Regions from separate parts of the Hordeum vulgare genome. Here all the other regions are linked to region 2. A link is a contact called in public Hi-C data. All regions are on one chromosome and are shown on one strand. Each heading gives the region's core, a stretch centred on a gene start, on an enhancer-like site or on the middle of the called end of the contact. The rest is flanking DNA. Distances are from core to core; before and after follow the strand shown. Region 1 has its middle 98 kb from the start of LOC123402221. Region 2 holds the start of LOC123403486 (protein RMD5 homolog). Region 3 has its middle 37 kb from the start of LOC123405561.

What was found. A called contact is a pair of places that touch in the nucleus more often than the background predicts.
Region 1: a contact with region 2 is called in a Hi-C map of seedling, with 4 times the contacts expected there. The contact joins the enhancer-like site here to the promoter of LOC123403486 in region 2. A contact is called at or near these places in 3 of 6 Hi-C or Micro-C datasets (leaf and seedling).
Region 3: a Hi-C map of leaf shows a contact between it and region 2, with 6 times the contacts expected there. The contact joins the enhancer-like site here to the promoter of LOC123403486 in region 2. A contact is called at or near these places in 2 of 6 Hi-C or Micro-C datasets (both in leaf).

Annotation. Positions count from the first base shown.
Region 1 is chr6H:425,055,119-425,059,349 of MorexV3_pseudomolecules_assembly, reverse strand. No RefSeq gene overlaps it. Among protein-coding and RNA genes, the nearest start is that of LOC123402221, 98 kb to the left of the region's middle. Within about 2 kb of position 1,914, at least 3 of the 3 cell types and tissues checked have open chromatin away from gene starts, as enhancers often do. A contact at or near this core is called in leaf and seedling, where this site is marked.
Region 2 is chr6H:425,684,565-425,688,779 of MorexV3_pseudomolecules_assembly, reverse strand. It overlaps LOC123403486 (protein RMD5 homolog), which reads right to left and starts at 1,649. Exons shown (of 2, transcript XM_045097420.1): 1 at 1,501-1,649; 2 at 1-501. The coding sequence starts at 468.
Region 3 is chr6H:426,479,465-426,484,081 of MorexV3_pseudomolecules_assembly, reverse strand. No RefSeq gene overlaps it. Among protein-coding and RNA genes, the nearest start is that of LOC123405561, 37 kb to the right of the region's middle. Within about 2 kb of position 2,866, at least 2 of the 3 cell types and tissues checked have open chromatin away from gene starts, as enhancers often do. A contact at or near this core is called in leaf, where this site is marked.

The DNA of each region.
Region 1 (4,231 bases), core at 665-3,164, 630 kb after region 2:
TTCTTCTTATCTTCAACCATTTCTTTTTGGTTATAAATGCAAAATGTTGAAATGGATTGATGTTGTGTTAGTCTGATTTCCCCACATATGTTTTATTTGTAGAATACCAATACAATAGTCTAGAAAGGTGCATGTCTGTTTGTAGAGGGGCGACACTCATTTGTAAGAAAACTACACATCTATTTGTACAGGGGCTGATTAGGACCGCAAATTAAATACTCCAGGTCTGTTTGGACAGGGGTTGCCATTTGCTTCCTTTTAGATGGATCCTGGGCACAACAAAAATATGTCTTGGTGCAGGTGTTGATGCATCTCCTATTCCACTACCACTTGAACCGTTTAGTAGTGGCAGGCCCTGGGCAGTGTTGTTGACACTGCTTGATTTTTTTATCGAATACTACTAAGCTATATTCCTTCTTTTTTCCGGTTAAATCATGAACATACTAACTGTGGAAGGTCCGTTGCAGGTTTCCCAAAGATACACAACAAGTTGGAGGTTTCGAAGATATCGAAGACATTTAATTTTCTGCGCTGGAATGATAATGTAATATGTTTGTTTTTGAACATAGAGACTAACCCTGCTCATTTTGGAACAACCACTTTATGGCCACTTCCCTTTTGTGGGACAAGTTCATTTTGATTATGTGACACATGTAGAAACATATATGTACTCTTTATATATATTTGCTATATGTTTATTGGATGCGGATTAAGATTCCTGTGAGGCATATATGTAAACTCTTATTAAAGTGTATGCATAAATTCTGTGATATGGGCCGATTGCCTAAAATATTGTGAATGAATATTAAATTAGACATTGTGAATTGTTATTAAATTATAGATATAAGATGTCCAAATTGAAATCAATGTGAGGGCATAAAAACTGCGGGGACAACGTGTTTATAGAGGCAGTAATATTGCGTGTAACTGAAACTATGTTGGCCTAACAAACCTGCCGGGAGAACACTAACAGCCGACAGATATGTAGGTCCCGGCAGGAGAACTGCCGGAAGAAGTAATCCCCGGCAGCCATTCGCGTGGCAGTTCTATCTACCGGGAGAACCACTGTCCCGGCAGTAAAACTACCCTTTTAAGAGATTTCTCCAAACAGTTTAATTGTCATCACATGAGTGTTGTGCTGTAGTGAATGGGCGCACCCGCCCCCACCCCCACTGCGCGGGCTGGTCCATCTAGACTTTCTTTCTTTCGTTTTAAACTAGTGCGAACAAGAGGAGAGAGGTGGGTTTCGAACACAAAACCTTCTCGTGCAGTGCTAGCTATATTATCCAACTCGGCCACTCACAACTATGTGATTAGTTATGACCTTTTCATTCTTTAGTCTTCTTCGTTTTCCTTTTTTTCCTTTTATTTTTTGTTTTCATTTAGTATTACTTTTATTTTTTTGAGTTATTCATTTTCACGATGTTTTTTGAAAAGCAACAATTTTTTTTCAAATTTGATGAAATTTCTCAAAACTTATGAGTTTTTTTTCAAACTGTGAACACTTTGCAAAATCAGTGAACTTTTTCCAAAATATATAAACCTTTTTCTAAGTCAGTGAACTTTTTTTGACTTTAACAAAAAAATTCTGAATTGATGAACTTTTTCCAAATCTGTGAGTTTTTTTTTCAAATTCGATGAACTTTTTCTTTCAGATATTTTTTGAGTTTCTGAATATATTTTCCCGTGAAATCAGTTTTGATTTCATAATCTTTTGATGAGAAGTTTGGTTTCCTTTTTGCATTTCTACTTATATTTTCAAATCAACTAGTCAACGGCGACTAGTTAAATTACGCTCAAGTGACGAGGGACCGAGGGCTCTCTTTACATGGACAGCCCAGTGCAGCGGTGCAGTATGGGCCCGTTTCTCCAAGGGCGTTTAAGACACTACCTGGAGTTCCCCTTACCCGAGAAGTCCTATTCAAAAAACCAGGAGCGCGTGCACGATCGCGCCCTTCTGCGTCGGCCCATTCGCGGGCTAGGGCACCCGCTTTTTTCCCAATAATTCAGGATATCAAAAATTTCTAAAACTCCAAAACTTGCGAATTATTTAAAGAATACATGATTCCCAAAATGTTCATGATTTAAAAAATGTGTTCCAGAATTCAAAAAATGTTCATGGTTTCAGAGAATATTCATAAAATTGGAAAAAATCTTCATAAAAATAGAAAATATTCCCGATTTCATAAAACATTCACGATTGAAGGCGAATGTTCACGAATTTGAAAAATATTTTTACGAGATTAAAAGATGCCGACAACTCTGAAAATATTGTGCGTGAATTTAAAAAAATGTTCATGATTAAGAAAATGTTCATGACTTCAAAACAATTTCATGAATTCGAGTTTATTTTCACTATCTAAGATAATGTTAACGAATTTGTAGAAGTGTTCATAGAATTGTAAAAGTATTCGTAATTTCAGAAAATGTTCACAGTTTCAAAAGATGTTCACAAATTTGAAAGATGTTTGCAAATTGAAAAATAAAGAGAAAGAAAGTTAGAAAATAAAAAAATACGGAAAATATAAAACAAAAATAAAAACAGAAGAAGAATAAGATAATGGAAAAAACTTAGAATTCGCTGGACCATACAAACACCCAGTGAGTGTATTGGGTACGCGCCAAGTCGCTCGCAGGCGGGAGCTCCTACCTGCCGCTCGTTACGGCAGGAAGTCCCGAGCCGCAGAGGGGGGGCGCCCCGACTGGGTGAGTCCACGAAGATCGCGAGCGGCAGTGAAGACGCACTGTAGCACAAAAACTAATTTCATATATCTGGATTCAAACCTTCAATCAAAGCTTACACATGACATTCTACTACCAGTTGCCCTAACGGTTGTTACTAATCAATTGAAATCCCACAACCATAAAGAACAAACACGAAGAGGACATCCGAACTATTATTGAAAATTCAAAAAAAAAAGCCGAGTGTTTTGTGGAACGAAACACTTTCCAAATTCGTGACCAAAATTTGGACAACTGAAACATTTCGAAAAAACAGAAACATTTTTTTGAAACAGGATTTTTATTTCAAATTCCAAAATAATATTTGAAGGCACGAACATATTTTGAATTTCTCGAATAAAAGTTTAAATCTTGAACATTATTTCAATTTTGTGAAGAATATTTGAAACCGGAACATTTTTTAAACTCCTAAAAAAAATGAAAACGTCAACATTTTCTAAATTTAGGAACAAATTTTGAAATTCCCATGAAAATTGGGAAAAATCAAACATATTTTGAAGCTTTGAACTTATTATGTAAAATAGCAATTTTTTTAAAATAATCAGAAGAATTTCTGAAAATCCCAAACATTTCTTAGAAATCCAGAACATTTTTTGGAAAAGCAAAAACTTTTTTCGAATTTGAAGAGCAAAATTTTAAATTCTGCACATTTCTCGAAAATCTAAAACATTTTTTAAAAATCCAAAAAATCTTTTGAAAATTCACAATATTTTAAAAAACGTGTTTTTTGTTTTTTCTATCACAAAAGGCACAGTTTTCTTGGTCCGTTTTTTTTAGGATATTTTTTCTTTAAAACCTATCAACATCGGATCTAGTTTGTAAGATCTCAGCGCAAGAAATCCAACGGTAAAAACGGTTCAAGATTTACGCGCGTGATTTAAAGAATAAAACATTTAAAAAATACGAATCTACGGAAAAATGAAAAACTTCGAGATTGCGAAAAGTGGCACGCAAGCAGTGCGCCACTTGTCACAATCTGAAGAGGTAGAAGTGATCTTTGAAAAGAGTACTGATTTCGCCTATCCGCTTGCTCGCATGTTCCATCGATTGACCATGGAGCAGTTTCAGTCGTTAACCGGTGGTCGCATGTTCCATGTGTTGGCCATGGACTGGTTTGATTTGATTGGTTGACTGGTAGACCGTTTACTTTCGAAAAGGACCCAAAAAAATACACCAAAAATGAATTGAAAACGAGAATTTAAACAAAAATTCATGAAATTAGGAAAAGTTCATAAAAATAAAAAGGTTTGCGATTATGGGGAAAGTTCACGATTTTAAAAAAAATCTGGAATTGCGAAAAGTTTGTTGGGATGGAAAGAGTTCACGACTTTACCGTTGATCTTCTAAAAAAAGTTCATGGGTTTTAAAAAGTTCACAAGTGAAATAAATGTAAATCTGAAAACAAATACATGAATTTGGAAAAAGTTCACAATTTTGAGGTATATTTTTGCCATTTTTTAAAATTGTGAATTTCAAAATTCCTCAAAAT
Region 2 (4,215 bases), core at 400-2,899:
ATACATCTCCTGAAACAGTTGTTTCAGTTTTATAGGTGCTAAACAACTGGCCTCTCCAAGAAAGTTGTCACCTATGTCAAATAATGCCTCACGGTATAGATGGTTTGCAATAATCTCATTCAGTACATGTGGTTCCATGTCGGCATTCTTGTAAGCTTTTGAAATATCATTGATGAAGAATTTCTCGGTGGTCTTGACCCACTTGCCAAGTGCAGTGTTCATTTCTTTCTGGCAGCTCTCAAGTTGCTTCACTGGAACCAACACTTTCAGCGTATTCTTCAGATTAGTAAGAATTTCATGGTTTAGGTTTGATGCAGCATCCCTAGCTGTGACATTTTCTTGGATAGCACTGATAGCCTGCTCAATTTCTTTCTCGATTTGGTTTACCAAATCTATAGTTCTTGAGGATGCAAGTTTCTGCTTTTTAACAACACGACCGAACTCATCCTTCAGTGTATCTATTTCCATTTCTGAGTAATAAGCATGCCCCAGCTTCAGCACCTGTTATACAAAATGGAAGACAATTTGATCAGTCAAAATTTAAAACAGTAGGTGCAAAGAAATGAACCTTAGATTCAAGTACTCCCTCCGAATCATATTAAATTTCGCTGATCAAGTACAATTTTGTACTAGATCAACGACAATTAATATGGATTGGAGGGAGTACCAAAGTTATCACATCATATATTATAAGCAACAATATTCAGATCTGTGGGATAGAGTAATTACGTAGAACATACACTCTTCAAAAGGTAGCGTTGCAGAATTATCATCAATAAGGAATAAACCGACAGATGCGACTCTTCTACTAACAGAGGAGCGTTCAACAGAAAATGAGATGAATGGTTATAAATCGCATCACCGCATCACACACAAACTATCTATCTAACTCTGTACAAACGAAAATACAAAATAAACTATTGGACATATTCCCAACAAAGTGATGTAAACCGAAATCAAATGTGCAGGCTGTACACATAGCACTTAAGCAATACAACCTTGAAAGCACCATACTAAGAGCACTGGGCAAGAAGATAAAACGGGTTGCAGTATCACTCCCACAAATTCTTTACATTTGATTTGGATCCCTACCCAATAATTGCAACTCTAGACAATACCAACGCAGATCCCAAAGATGCCAGGTTGCTAACAACGCCCACCACAGGCGCGCTTCATGAATGGCAGTTCTCATCACAGACTAGGGACACACAAAATTCTATCACTTGGTCCTACGAGACAATATATTCTCTAGAAAACCTCGCCGCAGAACCAACCCATAAACGCCGGCTTAAGCTTCCCTAACTGGTAAAAGAACACTAACCTCTCTTTATTCTTCAAGCAAACGCAATAAGCCTTTGGATCAGAGGAGAAGGATGGGGCGAAATAGAGAGGACCTGCGATGAGGTGGACGGATTTGATCTGAATGCATAGGAAGCGATTGTATGGCGATGTATCCAAATCGAACAGAGAGTGAATATGGAGAGCGGAGAGGACGATTACCGGAATGGGAGAGCAGAGAAAGCCGGTGGCGGTTTTGGGGGGGGGGTCCTGTTCCGGCAAGCGACGAACCCTAGACCACTTTGGCGGCTGGATCTTTTTAATGGGCCAGTTAGGTAAGACTTTGCGAAGAAGAGTCCTCCTTGACGAGGATCAGCTTAATGGGCTCGATACTTGTTAATGCCACTCCTTGACTTGCTGCTTATAGCGAGGCATACAGCTTTTGTTTTAAGCCGGTGGAGCCGGCCTAATAGGGACGTGAGCCATTGCACTAATGTTCTTTGTTTTTATTTATAATTATTTAAATACGTACTGTATACCTAAAATTACCCCCTCAAAAAAATAATTAAATTTATTAAAAAAAATAAAAACCTTAAATTTTAAAAATATTAGTACAGTATAGTAAAATGTTAATGCAATAAAATAATGTGGATAGCTTTAGAAAAAAATTGTGAATACAGAAACATGTTCCTCCATTCGAACATATATATGAAAAATTATGAAAAAAGTTTATTGAATGTGAAAAAATGGTTTGGGTAGTAAACAAATTGTTTTGTTCCATTAAAAAAATGTAAGTAAAATTTTGAATAAATATTCCTGCATTTCAATAAAATGTTTATGCAAAAAGACATCCTCAGAGTTTAAATGATTTATTCATTACCAACTAAATATTCGATGTATATTAAAAAAGAATGCCATGCAATATAAAGTGTGTTCAAACATGTATTAAAAGAAAAAAATTACATCCCATATTTGAAAAGTGTTCAACGTGTCCCCGCCATAAGAAGTGTTCAACGTGGATAAGAAAACGTATACTGGAAAACGTATTTCAGCCATAAAGAAAGAAAATCATACAAAACCAAAGAAACAAAGAAAGAAAGAAAGAAGATCAAAGTATAATAAAAAACAAAAAAACTCAATAAAAGTAAAAATAAAATATAAGAAAGAAAAAAAGAAATGAAGAGAACATGTTAAGAAATAAAATAGCAAAATATAAAAAAATGAGCGAACAATGAACCAGCGAACCAACGAATGCACAAATATACCACATGATACATGTGATAAGTGATTTAAACAATTCGAAAAAAATGAATACACAAATATGGGCTACCTGAGTACTGTTACTACTATAGCGCACAGAATATCCTCGAGGCAAGAGCCGCTTCCTTCTCACGTTGAGCGAGATAAAGGAACCTCCTATCTGCCGCTCGTTGAGGCAGGTTAACGGAGGTTCGCACGTCCGGGCAGCACATATGGGCCAGCCATTTTGGTGGTACTGTAGTGAGCGGTGTAAAAAAACGTGCAGAATAAGCGATCGAACTCGAAACCCCTCGCTATAGGGGAGCTCCTATATCAGAATGTAAATGGACACATTGCTGGGCATTGTGGGACTTCCCCCCACCAGCCACTAGTTGTTATATGGGATTATGTCATAGTCCAGTTAATATTTACATGGTTAATGTGGCGTCCACATATAACCAGTTATCTGAGCCCATGATGTAGCCCTTCCGGTCCAGGCCCTTGCCAGCGTCGCCCGACCGGAGCGTGCGGAGAATGCAGCAAATCGTCATGAGCATAATGGCGTTGGATTGACAAAGATGAGCGAGTGGCGGACGATGGCAATGGTGATGACTACAAGCGTGAAGGTTAGCTGCATGGACAGCAACTGCGACGAGGTGGTCACCGGAAGCAGCGAGGAGTTGTACTTGAACAACGGCTCGTTGACGCCCATCAGCGCGTCGCGTGGTTCACCATCAGGAACACCGTCGACCTGCACTGGCGGCACGACGCCTCCATTAGCGCTGCGTATTGTAAGGCCTAGAGTATGGCTGTGTCATGGTACTTCAAGAAAGGACATCGGGATTTGGTTGTGACGGCTGATGGGTTTCATGGACTTCGATGGATTGGCCACATTTCCATATAAATTAAGTGGTCATCCACATTCGGCCATTTATACTGTTTTTAGTGGATGACGTAAATGGGACAAGTGGTTTTCACCGTCACTTACATCCTGGCTCCTATATGACGCTGCAGGCGTCCATTCGAGCTCCTGGCGTGTGCAGCGCCCCGTGAGGGTCCGACCCATGGAACAGCTTCTTGCGCTCTTTCTGCAGGTCCTGAATAAAAAGTTCATTGATTTTTGAAAAATAAAGTTCATCGATTTTGCAAAAAAGTTCTTTAAGTGGGAAAAATGTTCACACATTAAAAAATAATAAAAACAAATAGAAAAACGTTCATCACATTTGAGAAAGGTTCATCAATTTTTATAAAAAGTTAAGTGATTTTAAAAAACTGTCATCAAATCTGATAAAAAGTTAATTGATTTTCAAATGTGTCCATAAAATTTGAAAACAATCACATAATTTTTAAAATTCATCGAATTTAAAGAAGTTCATTTAATTTTTAAAATTTTCATCAAATTTGAAAAGAATTCATAGATTTTGAAAAAAAAAATCATCGGATTTGAAAAAAGTTCATCGATTTTGAAAGAAAAAAAATCATTGATTTTACTTAAAATTCATCGAATTTCAAGAAAATATCATTGCATTTTTTTAAAATTTGATAAAACTGAAAAAATAATCAAGAATTCGGAAAATTAATCCGCACATTTTAGAATACCAAGAAAAATACAAGAAAACACGAATAAAATGTCCAAAGCTGTAGCAAACCAAAAAAAAGCAGGAAACGAAGAATAAAAATGTGAAAACGAAGAACTTA
Region 3 (4,617 bases), core at 1,617-4,116, 790 kb before region 2:
AAGTACTCATGATAATCCAGCTGATATGATGACAAAGCCAGTTCCTACCAATAAGTTTGAGCTTTGCTCAGGCTTAGTTGGTATTTCTCACTAGTCCTATGGACTTTGACGCACAAGATGTTTATGCTAATTTGGATTGGAGTTATTCACTTTCTTCGACTACTGGAGGGAATTTGGCTCAAGGTGGAGATTGTTAAATTGTGATCCAAATTCTACCGTATTGGACTAGACGTAGTACAAACGGTGTGGGCCTTTGCGTTGGTACCGACGCGTACGGGTACAACTCGTTTACTTGTCCTTTAAGGACTCTCATGAATTGCCCCTCATATATACTCCATGTAGTCGCACCTAAAGACGGCATGTCGTCTGGTGCTTGTAATGCTCCATCCTCATAGTGATTGCACCTTCGTGCGTCCGTGGTTTTCTCCCGCAAGGGTTTCCACATAAAAATCTCTGTCTCTCGTGTCTCGTTGATCTCGTTTTATCTAACATGTGTTTTATCTCATATTTTGTTTCACCACTTCTCACCTCTCCAGGCCAAATCATCGGAGGAGTGCAACACCATCGACTACCTTGGGCGTCGCCGCTGCTTGAACAGGATTTTTTTTTGAGAAGGAATAGTAGATTTTTCGCAAAAAAGAAGAAGTTTTCTTAGGAATGAATGAATGGTATTTGTTAATCCTAAAATCAAAATAAAACAAAATCAAAATAATAAATAATAATAATTTTTTCTAAGAAACAACATTACTGGTATCGATATTGCCGTTTAAGATGAAGAGAAAAATGAAAATAAAATGATCAAATCTTTTGCACATAATTTACATAGAATTTTTTGCTTTTTCATAATATGCAAAAGTAAGAACATAATAGTTAAATTTCCATTAAAACCGCCCATAAAAAGAAGTGAATGAGTGTCGTTGGTATACCTCGCCATGGGATACCCTGCCCATTCGGCCCGAACAGACCAGGCCCGAAAAAGCCCGACCAGACCTGGTCCGACCTTACCCATGGGCCGGGCCAAGGCCTAACATCTAGGCCCAACAGCCAGGCTGAGCCGAGTTTGGGCCTGACATTTTGGCAATTCATGGAAGGGCCCCGCCCAATGGATTGAGGCCCAACGAAATTTTCCTCTCATAGGCCGGGCTTGGGCCTCAAACTCAGGCCTGACGGACGGACCGGGTCGGGCTTGGTCCTGTTTTTTTGCCATGAGCTTTGTCAAGCCTGACCCGAAGCCCAGCCCGGCCCGAGGTATGGCCACGTATAGTCATTGGCATTGCCCTTATAGAAGAAAGTAAATTTAACAAAAACTAAAATAAATAAAAATAATGAAATTATTTGAAGTAAGAAAAAATTAATGACACTAGTATGACCTCAAGAAGTTAGAAAATAAAAAAAATAATGTAAAGAGTTGCATTGGTTTCACCATTTTAGAAGAAAATAAAGTGAAATAAAATTAAATCAGAAATAAAATAATGAACGTTTTGAAGAAATAATAAATTAGTGGCCTTTGTATTACCCTTTAAAAAGAACAAAAATGTAAAAAAAATCAAAATAACGAAGTTTTCTAAGAAACAATGAGTTAGTGGCCTTGGTATTGCCCCTTTAATAAAAATAAAATACACTAAAAACTAAATAAAAAACAAAACAATGTAATTTCCAAGGAAATTCGAATTAGTGGTATTGGTACTACCTTTTAAGAAGAAGAAATTGTAATAAATAAATAAACCAAATAATAATTTTTGTGGACATAATACTCAAAAAAGTGTTTTGTTCATAAATATTTAAGAATACACAAATAATAATAGATTTTTTTAGGAAGAAAAAAAATCTCCTAATAACTAATGAATTGGTGTTGGTCTTACCATTAAATACGAAGTAATTTAAAGTAATAAATAAACAAAAAATAAATAGTAAATTTTTTTAAGGAACAATTAGTTAGTGTCATTGGTATTAATCTTTAAAAGGAATGTAATGTAAAGTTTAAAACACTTGCACAAAACTTTGCACTAAAATTACAATTTTTGTATTATGCAAACAACAATCATATATACTATAATTTTCGCACATATTGCATAGTATTTATGTTTAAATATTTACACCACCCAACATCCAACAAAATTGTTCAGTTTTTTTAAACCAACTAATAAATAAAACAAAAATTAGAATGAGAAACACATGAAAAACAGAAAACAGAAAGAAAAAAGACAAAGGGAGAGAGGTGTTGTCCACATGCTACAGGTAATGGGCTTCAATAGAGTATCGAATTACTAACCCAAATATGTCGGGAGTAAAAAAAACCAAGGCCAAACCAGGTCATGAAATAGCCTCACCTCAAAAAACAAAAGCTCATGAAATAGCCCAGAAAAAAAAAATCATTGGACACAAATAATCAACTGACCTAAAATTAATTTTGAGTCGTCTTACATATAGCTAAAGTAAACATAAATATTCCTTGTCTAGCAGGGAAGAAATATTTTCCAGTGAACATTGAGTGCATTCGCATGCTTCAAGCTGGTCACTCGAGAAGCTAGCGGTCTGTTCGATGGCACTAGAATAGTACTTTCTCCGTAAACTAATATAAAAACATTTAGATCATTAAAATAGTGATTTAAATGTTTTTATATTAGCTTACGGAGAGAGTATTGTACTATTTCAAATGTGAGAGAAGCACTAGAATACTACTCCTGGCTCCTGGCTCATGAAATGGTAATAATTATTTGCAAAAGACAGGTTCAGGTCATCTTTCAGTCACCGCTGGCTCACATGAGGTTGGAAACAGGACTCCTGGATTCTCAGACCACGGCCCAGGGCTGAGGCCTCTCTTGCTTACAGATTCGTGAAGCTTACCACCATTGTCAAGCAGCAAATATGCAGGAAAAATCTTATTCGACACTCTTTGCGTCAAATAGTTGGACAAACGAACAGGGGTAAAATCAACAGGGCCGGCCCATCTCCCTCTGCAGGCAGTCTCGGTTTTTGCTTTTGTGTGTGTGTGTGTGTGTGTGTGTGTGTGTGTGTTTTGCTGTTTCATTTTTTCCTTTTTCTTATTTTTTCGTTGTTCGTTTTTTCTCCTTCTTTTTTCCTTTTTTTCTATGGTTATTTTTTTTAACTTACTTCATGTTGGAAAATTGTTTTTAAAATTCAGAAAATATTCTCGCTTTTATAAAAATGTATTAAATTTCAAATAATTGCCATTTTTAAAAAACATTCATAACTTCCAAATATGTTTGTGATTGTCAAGAAATGTTTGTGATTTAAAAAAATGATCCTAACATCCAAAAAATTATTGTTTCCGTTTCCATTTTTTACTTCAATTTTGTTCATTTTTTCGTTTTTTGACATTTTCTAAATTTTGTTTTGATTTTCAAAAAATATTCTTGTGTTCAATTTTTTGTTATAATTTATATTTAAATGTTCCTCCTTCGAAAATGTGTTCATATATTCAAAGATATTCGTGTTTCAAAAAATATTTTCCTATTCAAATAACTGCAGGATTTTTCAAAAATGTTCTTTTATTCATAAATTGTTCACAATTTTCAAAATATGTTCTTGCTTTTATAAAAGAATGTTCATTTTTTGTGAAAAATATTTCTCTTTTTCGACATTTGTTCACAAATTGAAAATGTATTTAAATTTACTTCAGCAATTCTAATTTTTTTCAAGATTTTAAAATGGTCGGCAAGTTTATTAAATGTTCTTCATTTTCTAAAAAATGTTTGCCATTTCAGAAAATGTACGACATTTCAAAAAATGTTCCTGTTTTAAAAAATGTACATAAGTTAAAAAATGTTTCCGTTTGAAAACTGTTAACAAATTTCGAAATATGTTCTTTTTCACAAAACAAATGCTGTTATAAAAATGTTTTTGCTTTTTCGAAAAATGTTCTGGATTTTCAATAAATATTCTGGATTTTCAAAAATGTTCTGGATTTTCTAAAATATTTTTCCGAAAAATTTCTTGTTTTTTGAAATTTGTTCTCAAGATTCAAAGAATGTTCGTGTTTTCAAAAATTGTTCAAGTTTATAAATTTGTTCAGTATTTTTTAAAATTGTTCTCATTATTAAAATTTGTTCTTAGGATTCAAAAAATGTTCATGCTTTTAAAAAAATTCTCCATACTTCCAAATTTGTTTGGGGTTTTCATAATTGTGCTCGTTTCAAAGTTTTGTTCTCAAGATTCAAAAAATGTCCGTGCTTTAAAAAATTGTTCCTAGTCCCGAATTTGTTCAGGATTTTTCAAAATTGCTCTTTGTTTTAATATTTGTTCTCAAGATTCAAAAAATGTTCGTGCTTTAAAAGATTGTTCGCGGTCCCAAATTTGTTCAGTATTTTCTAAAATTGTTCTTAGTTTTAAAATTTGTTCTCAAGATTTAAAAATATTTATGCTTTAAAAAATTGTTCACGCTTTCAATTTTCTTAACTGATTTAAAAAACCATTCATGCTTTCAAAAAATGATTGAGAAATTCAATGTTTGTTCATTTTCATAAGAAAAAAGAAAAAAGGAAAAAGCACAAGTCAAAAAAGGGAAAAAAGAAATAAGCACAAAAGGAAAAAAGAAACAGTACAAATAAAATAAAATGAAAGTATATGTTTTTCTAGAAAAAAAGAATCTAGGTC